Linked DNA regions of Macaca mulatta: region 2 is linked to region 1. The links are chromatin contacts, called in public Hi-C maps. All regions are on one chromosome and are shown on one strand. Each heading gives the region's core, a stretch centred on a gene start, on an enhancer-like site or on the middle of the called end of the contact. The rest is flanking DNA. Distances are from core to core; before and after follow the strand shown. Region 1 holds the start of LOC144333727. Region 2 holds the start of DGUOK (deoxyguanosine kinase).

Region 1 (6,928 bases), core at 2,190-4,689:
GTGATCACCGTGCCCTCAAGGAAGGGACAGGGTAGCCTAGCAAGCGCCAGCTTACCTCCTTGAGAAGCCCCACTTTTTTCTTCAGCACCTCACATTTTCGCAGTTTGCAGATCTGGTGCGTGCGGCGGTTGGTACAGCTAGTGCAAGCCCCACAGTTTTCCAGCCGCCGGCAGGGCTCACAAGTACCACACCGTTTCCGTTTCTTCCGGCCATCTCCACCCCCTCGGAGTTGGGACTCACTCCCAGCCATGGAGAGCTCAGGCCCCGGGAAGCCCCCTACCATCACCTGGCCCTGAGGGAAGTCATAAAGGCCTGGCAGGTCCGGCTGGACGGCCAGGGGCACCTGAAACTGGCTCATGATGCTGCCAGAAGTGGGGGCATAGGTGCTGGGGCAGAACCACAGTCCAGTTTCCCGCCACCTCCAAAGGCCACCAACAGGTCCTTCTCGCCTAGAACAGCCAAGAATCACAAGGATGAAGGCAAGTGGCTTCAGTCTCGTGGATGGATGCCTCTTCTCAACCCCTCTTCACCTCCTCTGCAGCAGTCTGATCGGGCTCCGTAGGGGGCCACTCTCCCACCTGCTGGGGCCCGGGATCTGGGGAAGGACACCAGCAGCAGTCCCCAGAAAAGGGATCATCTTGGCCCGGTGGGTTCTTCACCCTCACCCACCCTGGACCCAGGCATGAGGTGAGCAGGTAGGGTGTGGTGGGGGCAGAGCTGAGTGAGCAGTTTCTCCTGGTATTTTTCCTCCAGGGTCTGGACGCTGGAGAAGGCAGTGCTGCCTGAAAAAGACAGAAAGGGGAAGCGCATCACTCGGAGCTCAGGGACAACTTTCACGTGTCACTTCTTCCTGCTTCTGGGAAGAGAAAATGGGGGAAGAGATGGGGCTTGCTCAAATGAGGTCCTACCCAGAACCTCAAGCAGGACGCACCCAGCACCCACTCCCTATCTGAGGGAGGCGGCCCTGGACTACGAATTCAAGGGGGTGGTCAAGGTGAGATTTCTAAGAAAGTTGCCCTCCTCCCATCCCCCACGGGCTGGTGAGAGTTTCACCAAAATTCCCCCACACACCCTGGCTGGAGGCCGCCGGGCCCTCCCTCAGGGAGCTGAGCTTTCAAAATAAAGTTTGCTGAGAGCCTCGCTCCGCGGGACTGCCCCGGCGCCCCCGGCACGGAAGCGGCCTGGAGGTGGGGGCGCGCCCGGGGCAGCCCGCGCGCGCGGCGCCCGCCGCCCGAGCGCAGCCCGCCAGCCCGACTGGGGAGGGCGGCCCGCGCCGCCGAGGGGCGCGGGGAGGGGGGCGCGCTCGAGCCGCGGGCCGGGCCGCGCGCGCGCCGCCGCTCGGGCTCCTTTGTTCTGGGGCCTCCGCCACTCGGCTCTGGCGGCTTCGCAGCCCCCGCCCCCGCCCTGCCACCCCCGCCCGGCTCCACCGCACAGCGCCCCGCAGCACCCCAGTCCGGCCCCCTGCACCGGAGGAGCGGCCCCCCGCCGGCTCCGGGCCGCCCCCTCCCCCTCCCCCGGGCCGGGCCCCCAGCGCCTCCCGCCGCCCCTCCCCCACTCCGGAGCCGGAAAGGCACCGACTGCACCGACCTGCCCGCCGCCTCCGGGGCGGAGCGCACAAAGGGGCAAAGTTTCCCGGCCCGCGCCGCCGCCGCCACCACCGTCGCGGCCGCCGCCGCCGCCGCCTGGGGCGCCCGCCTCCCGGAGCGCCCGGCCCGACCGAACTCGGCGCGCGGAGCCCCCCGCCCGGGCCGAGGAGGGGACGGCGCAGGAGGAAGGAAGAGGCAGCGGCGGCCGCGGCGGCAGCAGCAGCAATGAAGGCGTCCGCGGGACTCCCCGCCCCCCGCGCACCGCGGCACGTGCTCGCCCGGGGACTCCCCCGCCCGGGAGGGCGCACACGTGCGGCCCCGGCGAGCCCCGCCGGCCCTGCCGAGCCCCGGGCCGGGCGAGAGGGGGGTGTTTCCCGCGGAGGGGAGGGGTCGGGCGGGCGGCCTGCGAGCGGCTTGGGGCAGGCTCCGGCCCGGCCGCCGCTTCTCTGCACCTGCAGTGGCTCCCACCCACGCGGTCGGCCCTCCCGGGACACGGCCGCCCCCTTCGGGCTGGCCACCCTCGCCCTCCGGCGGGGCTGCAGCCGGGGCCGGCGAGGCGGGGTGGGGCACGCGGACCTTCCAACCTAGGCCCTCGGCCGAGCCGCGTTCGGTGTCCCCACTTCCTGCCACTCCCTGCGGGCCAGATCGGTCCGGGACGGCCCCGGCGCTCCTGGGAGGCCTGAGCGCCGGGCCCGACTGATCCCCCTGTCCCAGCTGGCGCTGGCTCATTCCGAAGCAGGACAATGGGGGACATCGCGCGTTTGCGTACCGAGTCAGCCTGGCCGGCAAGAAGGGGTTGCTCGGGGGCAGAGGCTAAGGGCACCCTCGCAGGGGTCACGGCCGAATGCCCTGTCCAGGTGGACCCCACGGCCCTGCCATCGCCAGCCTCCCCCGCGCCGCGCTCGGCTCTTTCGCGTCGAAAACAAAGACTAATCCGATACCCCCGCCCTGCCTCCCGGAGGAGGGGGAACGGGCGCGTCGCGGAGGGTAACTGAGGAGGACAGCGTTCAGGAGGGGCTCGGACAGCCTCGAGGGGGCCGTGGCGCGACTGAGCCCTAAAACCCGGCGCAGACACTTTGAAGAGTCACCCTGGGCTATGTTCCAGGCAGGGGGTAAGGGGCAAGGCTCAGGAATATTTCCAAGTTGCCAAACTGCCCGTTCTCTCTGCTGCTTTTTTCCCTCACCTGTTGTGCAGGCCAAGTTGAAATTCCAGGTTAGATTAATTCAGCCCCACCCATCTGGCCTGACTGCCAGGCTGTTGCCTGCAACTGCTTTCCACCTACCTGGGTTGCAGGGGAGCAGGGTGGGTCTCTGAGACACACGCGCATACACACTTGGGCGAGTCCTGGCAGAAACAGCCACAGGACGGACTGGCCTGACCAGTTTGGGCGGTGCTCACGGAACCAGGTACCTGGCAGGCGTCGCCGCCCGGCTGCAGCTAACAACTCAGCCAGAACTGGAAAATGAGCATTCGGCCGGCTATTTAGAAAGAAAGAAAAAAAAGTAACTGATCTAAAGTAGCGCTGTCCAGAAAGAAAGCCCTAGGCGGTAAAGCAGCCCGGGTTCTGTCTGGAACTTCCCTCTGATTTTGACAGCCTGCTCCAGGGTCCAGGTTGTCAGAGAGGGAGTGCCTGGGGGTGAACATGGCTGCAATATCTGCTTCCTACCATGGCCTTGGGGAGGAATGAAGAGTTTCTGTTAAGGGTGGTAAGACTAGAACCGAGACGAAAAACCAAGGGAGTGTAATTTTCAAACAGGGGAACAGGTTGTAGAGTCGTAATTGTTTTTGATATATTTTTAATAAGTAACTTTTAATAAAAAATGCGTATAATGAAAACGTGGAAAATACAGATACTAGAGGGGAAGAATCACCAAATTACAACCATATTTAACCATTTGCTACATTTCCTTGTAGCCTTTCCTATTTGTGGATTTACTCACACTAAGTATACAATTTGCCATCCTCTTTTAACTTAACATTGTACCATAGGCATTTCCCTATTTGGTATATACAGTTTTCAGAAAGTGTGACAGTGAGGTGAAGAAGATGGCTCAGGAGCCAGAGGACTCTGGCTTCCAAACCTGAATCTGCCACTTAAAACAGTGTGACCTTGGACTAGGTACTCCATCTTCGAGGGAATCCAAGTAAAGGACTTAATATAGGGCTCAATGAATGACAACAACTAATATTATTTAATCCATATGACAACCTTGTGAGGTAGGTACTATCATCAAACCCATTTTATGGATAAGAAAACGTTAAATAACTTGCCCAAGATCACTCAGCTAGTACGTTGTGGACTTTCCGAGGAGCCCAGCAGCCGTCCTCTGGTATTCTGTCTGGGTAAATGGCACCAGCAAGTTACTGTGTCATTTACTCTTCACCAGCAATCTATGAGAGGGTCATTTCATAAAGCCCTCTCGTTTAGGTAACTGGGTGAATGCTGGTGCCATTCACCATGACAAAATGCGAAAGGAAGGATGCCTGGGAATGCGGACATCCGTGTGGAGGTGAGTGTGCAACTGAGGGGATGAGGCCTGGGCTTGAAAGAGATTTGGGCCCCATCAGCGAGCAGACAGCGAGGCCTCAGGTGTGGAGGAGCTCATCGGGGGTGGACATGGGAGTGCGAGGAAAAGGCTGCCAGGACAGAGCCCCAAAGAATACCAGCCCATGAGGGACAGGAGCTGAGAAGGGGCCACCAGAGAGGTTGGAGGGAACCCAGGCAGGCTAGAGAGCTGCCTGTCAAATCTTCCCAGCCTCTGGAACCTTACACTTTCGGCAGTCCTGTTGCTCATCGTTCTGCCTGGGGAAAACCCTTCCCACCCCACCCGTTCTCAGCTACCCCTTGTACCTGCCAAATTCCCACTCATCCTGCAAGTCATAAGTGCCAGTTCTTCCATGAAACCTTCTCCAGCTGCTCAGACGATTCCAGAGCCCCACCCACTCTCCCTCCACAGAAGTTTGACTCTCCCTCCCTAGGAACAGTTATCTCATCGTTGCTGGGCACTGGAATGGTTTGCATGTTTCCTTCTCAGTTACTACAAACTCCTGGAGGGCTAGCACGCTGGCTTTCACCTCATAACCCTAGACCTAGCACCCAACCACTGTGTTGAATGAAGAGATGAGATGAGTAGAACCTGATGAATGACAGACCTCAATAACACTGAAGACCCATAGGCTTCCATAGACTTCTTTCCTGCCTGCTTTACGACTTGCACAAACTGGTCAGGGGCGCCCAAGATAAAACAGCCTAAATCCGTCAGGTCCTGCCTTCTGGTTCTCCAGTCTCCTGGGCTGCTGCGGCTATTCCCTATTCACACTGCGCTCAGGGCAGGAGAGCAGTGGGGGTGTGCGTGGGGACGGGGCGAGCCCCTCTCTCCTGGGGCTGCATTAGCCTAGACTCAGTGGTTCCGCGAAGAGAGCTCCAGCACTGGCAGCATCACCATCTCCTGGGAACTGGCGAGAAATGCAAGCTCTCGGCCCTCATCCTAACCCCACCGAATCAGAAACTCTGGGGGCGGGCCCAGCAATCTGTTTTAATTAGCCCATCAGGTGATGTCAAGTTAGAGCAGCACTGGACTACTGCAAGCGGGGGAGAAGCAAGTTCAGCACCCAGGCGGAGACCTTGATTAGGCCCCGAGGCGCATAGAGTAGACAAAGGGAGAGAGGCTCCTTTTAGGAGCAGGTTTGGTGGGAGCCACCCCAAGCGGCCAAGGGCGGAGCCTCTTTTAGGCAACTGCTCCTGCGAGGTCAGAGCCGGGCTGTGCTGCTGCCCCCAGGACTAGAAAGGGAAATCTCCTTGCTAGAGGAGGAAGCCCTAAGGACTCAAGGGATGATAGGGGTGGCAGAGGCATTTCCCTGGATGCCTGGAGCATGGAGGGAGGGCTGTGAAATAAGGAGCCTTTCCTACCCCATAGATGAGCTGAAGTTAATTCTGCACGGGGAAGGAAAGGGGCAGGAAGCATTATTGGATGTGCAAGCCTGTGTTTCTTCAGAAGTTAACACATGGAACTAACACTGTTGGATGCTGCTGAACTCTCAGATGATTGATGTGACTAACCTCCTCTGAGGTACTTGACCTGTCTCCTCTTCAGCTAAAAAGTAATTTGTCCTTATTTAAGAATGAGATTTGTGTATGGTGACCTTTTACAGAAATGTAAATACATCCCGATATCCATACCTGGGCTTGGTTTTAAAGACTGAAGGTATTGGGAGGTTTATTTGATTTTGGATGTGTTACTTCTTTGGTCATGTGTTGGCTAACCGTATTATCAACTAATATTTGCATAGATCTTTCCCTTTTCAAAGCACTTCCACACACATCCTTCTGTCTGCACAGAGTGGCAAGTACAACAAATGTGCAAATGTTAACTTTCCTTATCTATGACATAGTTTTTATTATCATCACTATTTTACAGATAAGAGAACTGGGGCTCAGTGAGGTAATTTGTCCAAGGTCATTCACTACTACATGGCAGAATCAGGCCTACAATCCAGGACCTCTAAAATTAGCCCACAAATGCTAGAGCTGATACTGGGCAGAAGCTGGCATTTTGCTCTCGGGAAAGGGGAGGTTCATTAGTGGGTTGCTTGTGGACCTGCATTGGTGAGTGTGAACGTGTAGGATATCTATGCTATGTGTTTTTGGGTTTTTTGTTTTGGTTTTTGGTTTTTGTTTTTGTTTTTTTTTTCTTTGAGACGGAGTCTCACTCTTGTCACCCAGGCTGGAGTGCAGTGGCACCATCTGGGCTCACTGTAACCTCTGTCGCCCAGATTCAAATGATTCTCCTGCATCTGCCTCGAGTAGCTGGGATTACAGGTACCTGCCACCGCGCCCAGCTAATTTTTGTAGTTTTAGTAGAGATGGGGTTTCACCATCTTGGCCAGGCTGGTCTTGAACTCCTGACCTTGTGATCCACCGCCTCGACCTCACAAAGTGCTGGGATTACATGTGTGAGCCACCGCGCCCAGCTGCTATGTTTTTAAATAGCCCTGCAAATGTTCTCATGTTTGATAGCTAGTTTTGTGACTGCATTTTGAATTTAGGTTGAATCAAATAGGCTTCATTACTTGCAAGGAGAATGCAAGGATACCCATCATAATGGAAGGAATACCCAACAGGGATAAAGGCCGTGGTGCCCCTGAGCCTTGGTTGACAGGGTGTATCAGTCAGGATCAGTTAGATTGTGCTGGAGTAATAGACAATCCCCAAATCTCAGTGGCTTAACATAACAAAAGTGTATTTCTCAATCACGAAACGTGTCCATTATGAGTCATTAGGAGCTCTATTTCCCGTAGTCACTCAGGCATCCAGGCTGCTGCAACTGGACATGCATCTCCT
Region 2 (6,928 bases), core at 3,280-5,779, 60 kb after region 1:
CAAAGACCTTCATTTACTTAAACAGTATAACACAGCTGATCATTCCCTCCCACTGAACACCTTCTTCACTTGGCTTCCAGGATATCATTCTGTTTTTTTCTCCTGTCTCAGTGGGCATTCCTTCTCTGTCTCTGCTTATTCCTTCCCACCTCCCCAGTCTCATAATATTTGCATGCCCAGGGCTCAGTCCTTTCCATCAACACATAGTCTTCTAGCATTAAGTACCACCTACATTTACAGCTCCAGTCCAGGAAGACCCTAATTCTGAACTTACATATCCAACTACCTATCCAACACCTCTACTTGGATATTAATAGGCATGTAAAAACCTAACATGCTTAAAACCAAGGCTCACGCCTGTAATCCTAGCACTTTGGGAGGCCAAGGCAGGACGATCACTTGAGCCCAGGAGTTCAAGAACAGCCTGGGAAATACAGTGAGACCCCATCTCTACAAAAAATATAAAAAATCAGCCAGGCATAGTGGCAAACACCTGTGGTTGCAGCTACTCAAGAGGCTAAGGTGGGAGGATGGCTTGAGCCTGGGAGGCAGGCTGCAGTGAGATGCAATCGCATCACTGTATTCTAGCCTGGGCAACAGGGCAAAACCCCACCAAGGGAGGGGAAGAGAGGGGAGAAAGAAGGAAAGGAGGAAATAAAGAAAATCAGGAGTCTATCTTTCAAGTACTCAAGTCAAAATAACTGGAGTCATCATTGGCCCCTCTCTTTATCTTACACTCTGCACTCAACCTGTCACCAAATCCAATTGGCCCTACCTTAAAATATAACTAGAACCCAATCATTTCTCACCACTTCCACTGTTAAATTTTACTTAAAATGTAACTCAATTTTTGTTAACATATAACTAAGTATAACCAGAATCCAATCATGTCTCACCACTTTCACAAAGGTCCAACATACCATAATTATTGCAATACCACTTAACACCCTTTACTTTCAACATATCAGCCACAGTGATCTTTTTATAATCTAAGTAAAACTGTCGCTTGACTCCTCAAACCTTCCAATGGCTACCCATCTCAGTAAGATTAAAAACCCATGATAAGGCCTATAAAAATCTGGCCAACCCTTGGGCTTCTGCCCTCATTTCCCTACCGTCCTTGCTCACTCGAGTTCAGCCACAGTAACTTCCCTCCTATTCCCCAAACACACTTTCCACCTCAGGGCCTTTCCAATTGCTTTTCACTGTGCTTAGAAGATTCTTCTCCCAGGTATCCACATGGTTTGCTCCCTCACCTTCTTCAGTTTTTTGGTCAGATGTCACCTCAGTGAGGCCTTGCTTACTTTATTTAAAATGACAACTTCGGCCAGGCACGGTGGCTCACGCCTATAATCCCAGCACTTTGGGAGGCCGAGGCAGGCGGATCATCTGAAGTCAGGAGTTCAAGACCAGCCTGGCCAACATGGTGAAACCCTGTCTCTAATAATAAAACAAAAATTAGCTGGGTGTGGTGGCAGGTGCCTCTAATCCCAGCTACTCGGGAGGCTAAGGCAGGAGAATCGCTTGAACCAGAGAGGCTGAGGTTGCAATGAGTCGAGATCAAGCCACTGCACTCCAGCCTGGGCAACAAGAGTGACACTCCATCTCAAATAAAATAAAAGCTTCCCTCAATTCTTCATCCCTGATTTTTCTCCATCATACTCATTACTCTCTAACATATTGTTCACCTTGCTTAATTCGTGTTGTTTATTGTCTATCTCTCCCTACTTGAGTTCCATGAGAGCAGAGATTTCTATTTCTTCTATTCACAGCTGTATTCTCCAGGCCAAGAACAGTGCTGGCATATGGAAGTGGCTCAAAAGGTGATTTGTTGAATGAATAAAAAAAGAAATTGTCAGTTTGCTGCTAGAATGTCTTCAGTACTCAACACTTGCTAAGCCCCTTTTAGGGCTCAGTACCTTGGCAGGTAAAAGTATCAAGTCAGAATTTATTAATATTAAATTGAAATGTTTTGCCTTCATTTTGCTTTTTGACTACTTTTTATTCAAGATACTGGGTCTCATTCTTGTAACAAAATTATTTTTAATTTAATACATGTTTTTAAGTTAAAAAGTGAGGTTCTTCTAAGAAAAGCCTTAAGAAATTATCATGCAACTAGCACAGGCACAAAAACTGTGAATGTGGTATTTGAAGGACTTAAGTTTAGGAACTCTCTTAGAATAGGGTTGCCAGATAAAATACAGGACACAGTTAAATATGAACTTTCAATGAGTGATTTCGTTGTTGTTTTGGTGTAAGGATGCCCCAAATATTGCATTGGACACACACTAAAAATTATTCGTTATCTTAAATTCTATTTTAACTGGATATTATTTTTAATTTCTGCTAAATATGGCAACCCTATCTAGGAGAACAAATAAACTGCACCCGCTTGTCGCTTCAATTTCGATCTATTACAAACAGCTAATAAAATTCTTGTCCTAGCCACTAACTGCGTGGCTTTTATGCCCCAACAAAGGTGTCCCTGTGGGCGGGTAATGAGGCCCGATACTCTAAAAATCAAGGCGGCAAAGATCCACAGTGCACTTTGCGAGGGGAAAGGCCCTCCTCGCAGCCCAGAGAGGCCGGCCGCATCAGACGCGGGCCATTCCGAGCCCAGCTCCTTTCCCAGCCTCTGTCACCTGCGTGGCGGAGGCCAAGGCTTGGCAGTCGCTTTCCGGCCCTTACCAATGTTGCCTTCGATGGAGAGCCTTCGGGGCCCGCGCCCCGCGTGCAGGCCCCTGGAGAAGGGAACGCCCTCGAGTAGGCTCTGGGCCATGGAACTGAAGGGTGCTCGAAGCCGACTTAGAAACAGGCGGCCCGCGGCCATCCCACCCACGATTCGCACAGCGATCACTTCCGCGGAGAGCACTTCCGCCCTAGGTACCGCTGCTCACTCGCTCCAGCGCACCGCTGACGTAAGGAGATCGTCAGGCAGGAAGTGGGTGGGGTTGAACATGCGACGGGGTGCGCCCAAGAGACCGCTCTGCTCTCGCGATGTTTGTAAAGAAGCGTTGCGAGAAGGAAGGGTTTTACAAGGGTGCAGAATTTGCTAGTAACAGGAGTTGCGGTGTGAGTGGCTCCTCGGTTTTTGTTCATTGGATAAATAACATTTTAAGAGACATAACTCCACAGTCCAACCACCTCATTTTTGTATAACTTTAAAATAAATTTTATAACTGAAGACAAATTAAAAATAGAAACTAATTTTAAGGGGATTTTTTTCCTCCAGGTGCTTGTTGTCTGGTTTTTAATACTGCAAGAAAATGGAAGTTTTAAAGTAGGAAAATGACTCAATCTGATGATTTACACAAATTTAACTTTTTCCTATTCCCTGTAATTCCCTGCACAATGCTGGCATATTATTGACTAAATTAACAGATAATCAGTTACACCCCATCTCTTAGTTTGTGTCTTGAGTAAGTAAATAAATGTTCGGTCAATCGATTCGCATTATAGCCAAAAATCCCTTCAGGATAAGGTGGTGGTGGCTCAGGTATGTGACTGGAAATCGTTTAAACCTGGTAGGTTGGGTTCTGTGCACGTAAGCAATGGCGGGTAGAGACTTGCCGGTGTATAAAACCTGAGTCCTGCTGTCGGTGAAGTGTGCTCTACAGAAGGGCAGGGACTTAAGCTGCTGCCACAGGTGAGGCCGGACTGCCACGCCCCGTCGTCATAACAACCTCAGAACTAATGATTTACGAAATGTTGTTAAATGGTGCTTCTAGTTCCAGTCGCTTGAATCACCAGAGTCAAAACCGGGAGTCAACAGGCCAAACCGGCCTTCAGGCACAACTCAGGTGTGGTAGGTTCTAGAAGACAAGGATCTGATGGCAAAGGGGGCTGGAGAAGGACCGGGGCTGGGATACCTAAGCTGTTCCCATAGAAAGCACAGGACCTTTTTCTTATGTTGATGTATATATAGGATGGCTGAGGTCATGTTTATATATTAAGAACTTTTTTTTTTAATACACCGAATTTTGTTAGGATAACCAGGGTGGGGCGTTAATGGCTACTGGAGCGGCTAAAGTCCTACCCATTCCCATCTCCACTCCAGCAGCCACTTATGTAAAAAAAAAAAAAAAAAAAAAAAAATACTGCTTACATTTATTTAACTTATGTGAACTCAGACTTGGAAATATTCATCCTAAAAACCTTGAGAGGCTCTCTGCCTCTCCAGGATCTTGCTGCCTCAGGAGCATTGTGAAAGTTAAACGAGTAAATTGTCTGCAGGCAGGTATTAATCTCCTAAAAGTTACCAGGCAGGAAAATAGGGTCTGGAGACAGGGAACCTAAGGCCGATTCAGGTTGACTTCCTAGAACTAAATCAAAAGGAAAATCCCAGCTTTCCAGCCCAAGTAACAAAAGGACCAGAAGCTAATCCCTTTGCAACCCCGGCTTTTCTGGGTGGCAGATGAAAAATTGAAAGTACCTCTGATTGGTGTCCTCGGGCAATCAATCAGGCTGGTGGCAGGCCAACTCTTTAGTTGCATAAGGTAAAACTTCGTAACTTCACTTCAGCCTCTGATTGGTCCCCTCCTGCAACCAATCAGACTGATCGCTGGTCACTACTTCATTTACATAGGGTGTACACCAAGTAACCAATAGGAAACCTCTAGGAGGTATTTAAACGCCAGAAGGCTGGGCACGGTGGCTCAAACCTGTGCTCCTAGCACTTTGGGAGGCTGAGACGGACGGATCACGAGGTCAGGAGATCGAGACCATCCTGGCTAACCCGGTGAAACCCCCGTCTCTACTTAAAAAAAAAAAAAAAAAAAAAAAACTGGCCGGGCGCGGTGGCGGGCGCCTGTAGTCCCAGCCACTCGGGAGGCTGAGGCAGGAGAATGGCGTAAACCTGAGAGGCGGAGCTTGCAGTGAGCTGAGATCCGGCCAGTGCACTCCAGCCTGGGCGACAGAGCGAGACTCCGTCTCAAACAAAAAACAAAAAAAACCAAAAAAAGAATTTTCTGGCGTTTATTTATTTATTTATTTTTTTTGAGGCGGAGTCTCGTTCTGTCGCCCAGGCTGGAGTGCAGTGGCCAGATCTCAGCTCACTGCAAGCTCCACCTCCTGGGTTTACGCCATTCTCCTGCCTCAGCCTCCCGAGTAGCTGGGACTACAGGCGCCCGCCACCTCGCCAGGCTAGTTTTTTGTATTTTTAGTAGAGACGGGGTTTCACCGTGTTCGCCAGGATGGTCTCGATCTCCTGACCTCGTGATCCGCCCGTCTCGGCCTCCCAAAGTGCTGGGATTACAGGCTTGAGCCACCGCGCCCGGCCAACGCCAGAAAATTCTATAATTGCTGCTTGCTTGGACCCCTCCTACACTGGGGAGTGTTTTTTGGTTTGCAATAAATCTGTGCTTTGTTGCTTCATTCTTTCCTTGCTTTGTGCGTTTTGTCCAATTCTTTGTTCAAAATGCCAAGAACCTGGACACCCTCTACCAGTAACAGAGCTCCTAAAAATTATTTTTAAAAATTTTATGGTGAAGTGGCCAGCCGTTGACACCACCATCATCAGTGAGAGAGAGTTCTGGTTGTCCCACATTCTTACCAACAGTTGATATTGTCAGCTTTTTTTCATTTTATCCATTTTGCTGTGTGTAATTATAACTTATTGTGGTTTTAATTTACATTTTCCTGCGGGTTAATGAAATCAAACATCTTTTCGTGTGTTTATTGATCATTTCAGTATCCTCTGTTGAAGTCTTAAGTCCATTTTTCTATTTGTTGTCTTTTGCTTGTCTTATTCTTCAAATATTCTGGATGAGTCCTTTGTGAGTATTTTCTCTCTGTCGTTTGCGTCTTTTTTTTTTTTTTGAGACAGAGTCTTGCTCAGGCTGGAGTGCAGCGGGGCGATCTTGGCTCACGGCAACCTCCATCTCCTAGGTTCAAGCGATTCTCATGCTTCAGCCTCCTGAGTAGCTGGGATTACAGGCATGCGCCATGCCTGACTAAGTTTTTGTATTTTTAGTAGCGACGGGGTTTTGCTATGTTGGCCAGGCTGCTCTTGAACTCCTGGCCTCAAGTTATCCACCCACCTCGGCCTCCCAAAGTGTTGGGATTACAGGTGTGAGCCACCGCACCCAGCCTCTAAAAGCATTCAAAATTTTTTTGATGTGGAGTGTAATGGAAGAAACAAATATTTTTTGCCTAAAATGCCTGTCAGTTATGTTAATTAATTAGTAATAATTTTCTATCCCCCTTTACTTATTTATGCTTGTTTTGTTAAATGTTATTTTTTGGTTTTTGGTCCCAATTCCAAATTCCCAGAAGGGAGAATCTGATTTGCCCACCTGTGTTCAGGTGTCTAATCATGGTTCAATCAGCTGTGGCCAAGGAAGAGGGTTGGGGCCCCACTTTTGTGCATGAGGAAGTACAATTAAGGCGATCATCATGAGCAAAGAAGACACCCCAAAGAGGTGGTGATCAGTTCCTCTTGGAAGCAGTAAACAGGGAGTTTTCATTCCACTTGGGTGCTAGCCAGAGACTGAAAGTGGTGGCATACCGGTGAGTAGAATTACCTCCCCATTACTTAGGAGAATGAGGCCACTTCCTGCCCCTGGGCGATTTTCAAATATCTGCCAGAGTTGATAAGTAGGAGTTGATGTTGCCCTGCAGGAACTCTAGTCTTTCAGCAGCCACTCATTCATCCAATATTTGCTGAGCATCTACTGCATGCCAGACACTCTGCTTAGTCCTTGAAGTGCAGCTCTGAAGGAGTTACTATTTTTCCAGTGTTTGTAAATGCTACTGTATACATAAAATACTGACCAATATTATATAAAATGTCATGCAGCCATTCAAAAAGGGAGATAAACATATAAAAATGTGGCCCAAACTTTCTTCTGCAGCCTGGAATTTTAGTCAGCTATATCTCACCTACATTGAAGATTTTCTAATGTGCTGGATTGTGCTAAATCGATTTGGT

The links. Hi-C and Micro-C count contacts between places; a contact is called where the count stands out from the background.
Region 2: a contact with region 1 is called in a Hi-C map of CD4 T cells, with 4 times the contacts expected there. The contact joins the promoter of DGUOK here to the promoter of LOC144333727 in region 1. A contact is called at or near these places in 4 of 14 Hi-C or Micro-C datasets (CD4 T cells, blood, cortical neurons and 1 more).

Annotation. Positions count from the first base shown.
Region 1 is chr13:50,832,606-50,839,533 of T2T-MMU8v2.0, forward strand. LOC144333727 reads right to left here and starts at 3,440. Exons shown (of 3, transcript XM_077959394.1): 1 at 2,055-3,440; 2 at 1,588-1,923; 3 at 514-782. The coding sequence starts at 2,315. The coding sequence ends at 516. LOC144333742 (a long non-coding RNA gene) reads left to right here and starts at 860. Exons shown (of 3, transcript XR_013402708.1): 1 at 860-994; 2 at 4,016-4,097; 3 at 4,623-4,709. It overlaps TET3 (tet methylcytosine dioxygenase 3), which reads right to left and starts at 506. Exons shown (of 11, transcript XM_028832371.2): 1 at 56-506. The coding sequence starts at 358.
Region 2 is chr13:50,891,743-50,898,670 of T2T-MMU8v2.0, forward strand. DGUOK (deoxyguanosine kinase) reads right to left here and starts at 4,530. Exons shown (of 6, transcript XM_077959400.1): 1 at 4,433-4,530. LOC144333731 (a long non-coding RNA gene) reads right to left here and starts at 143. Exons shown (of 2, transcript XR_013402697.1): 1 at 1-143.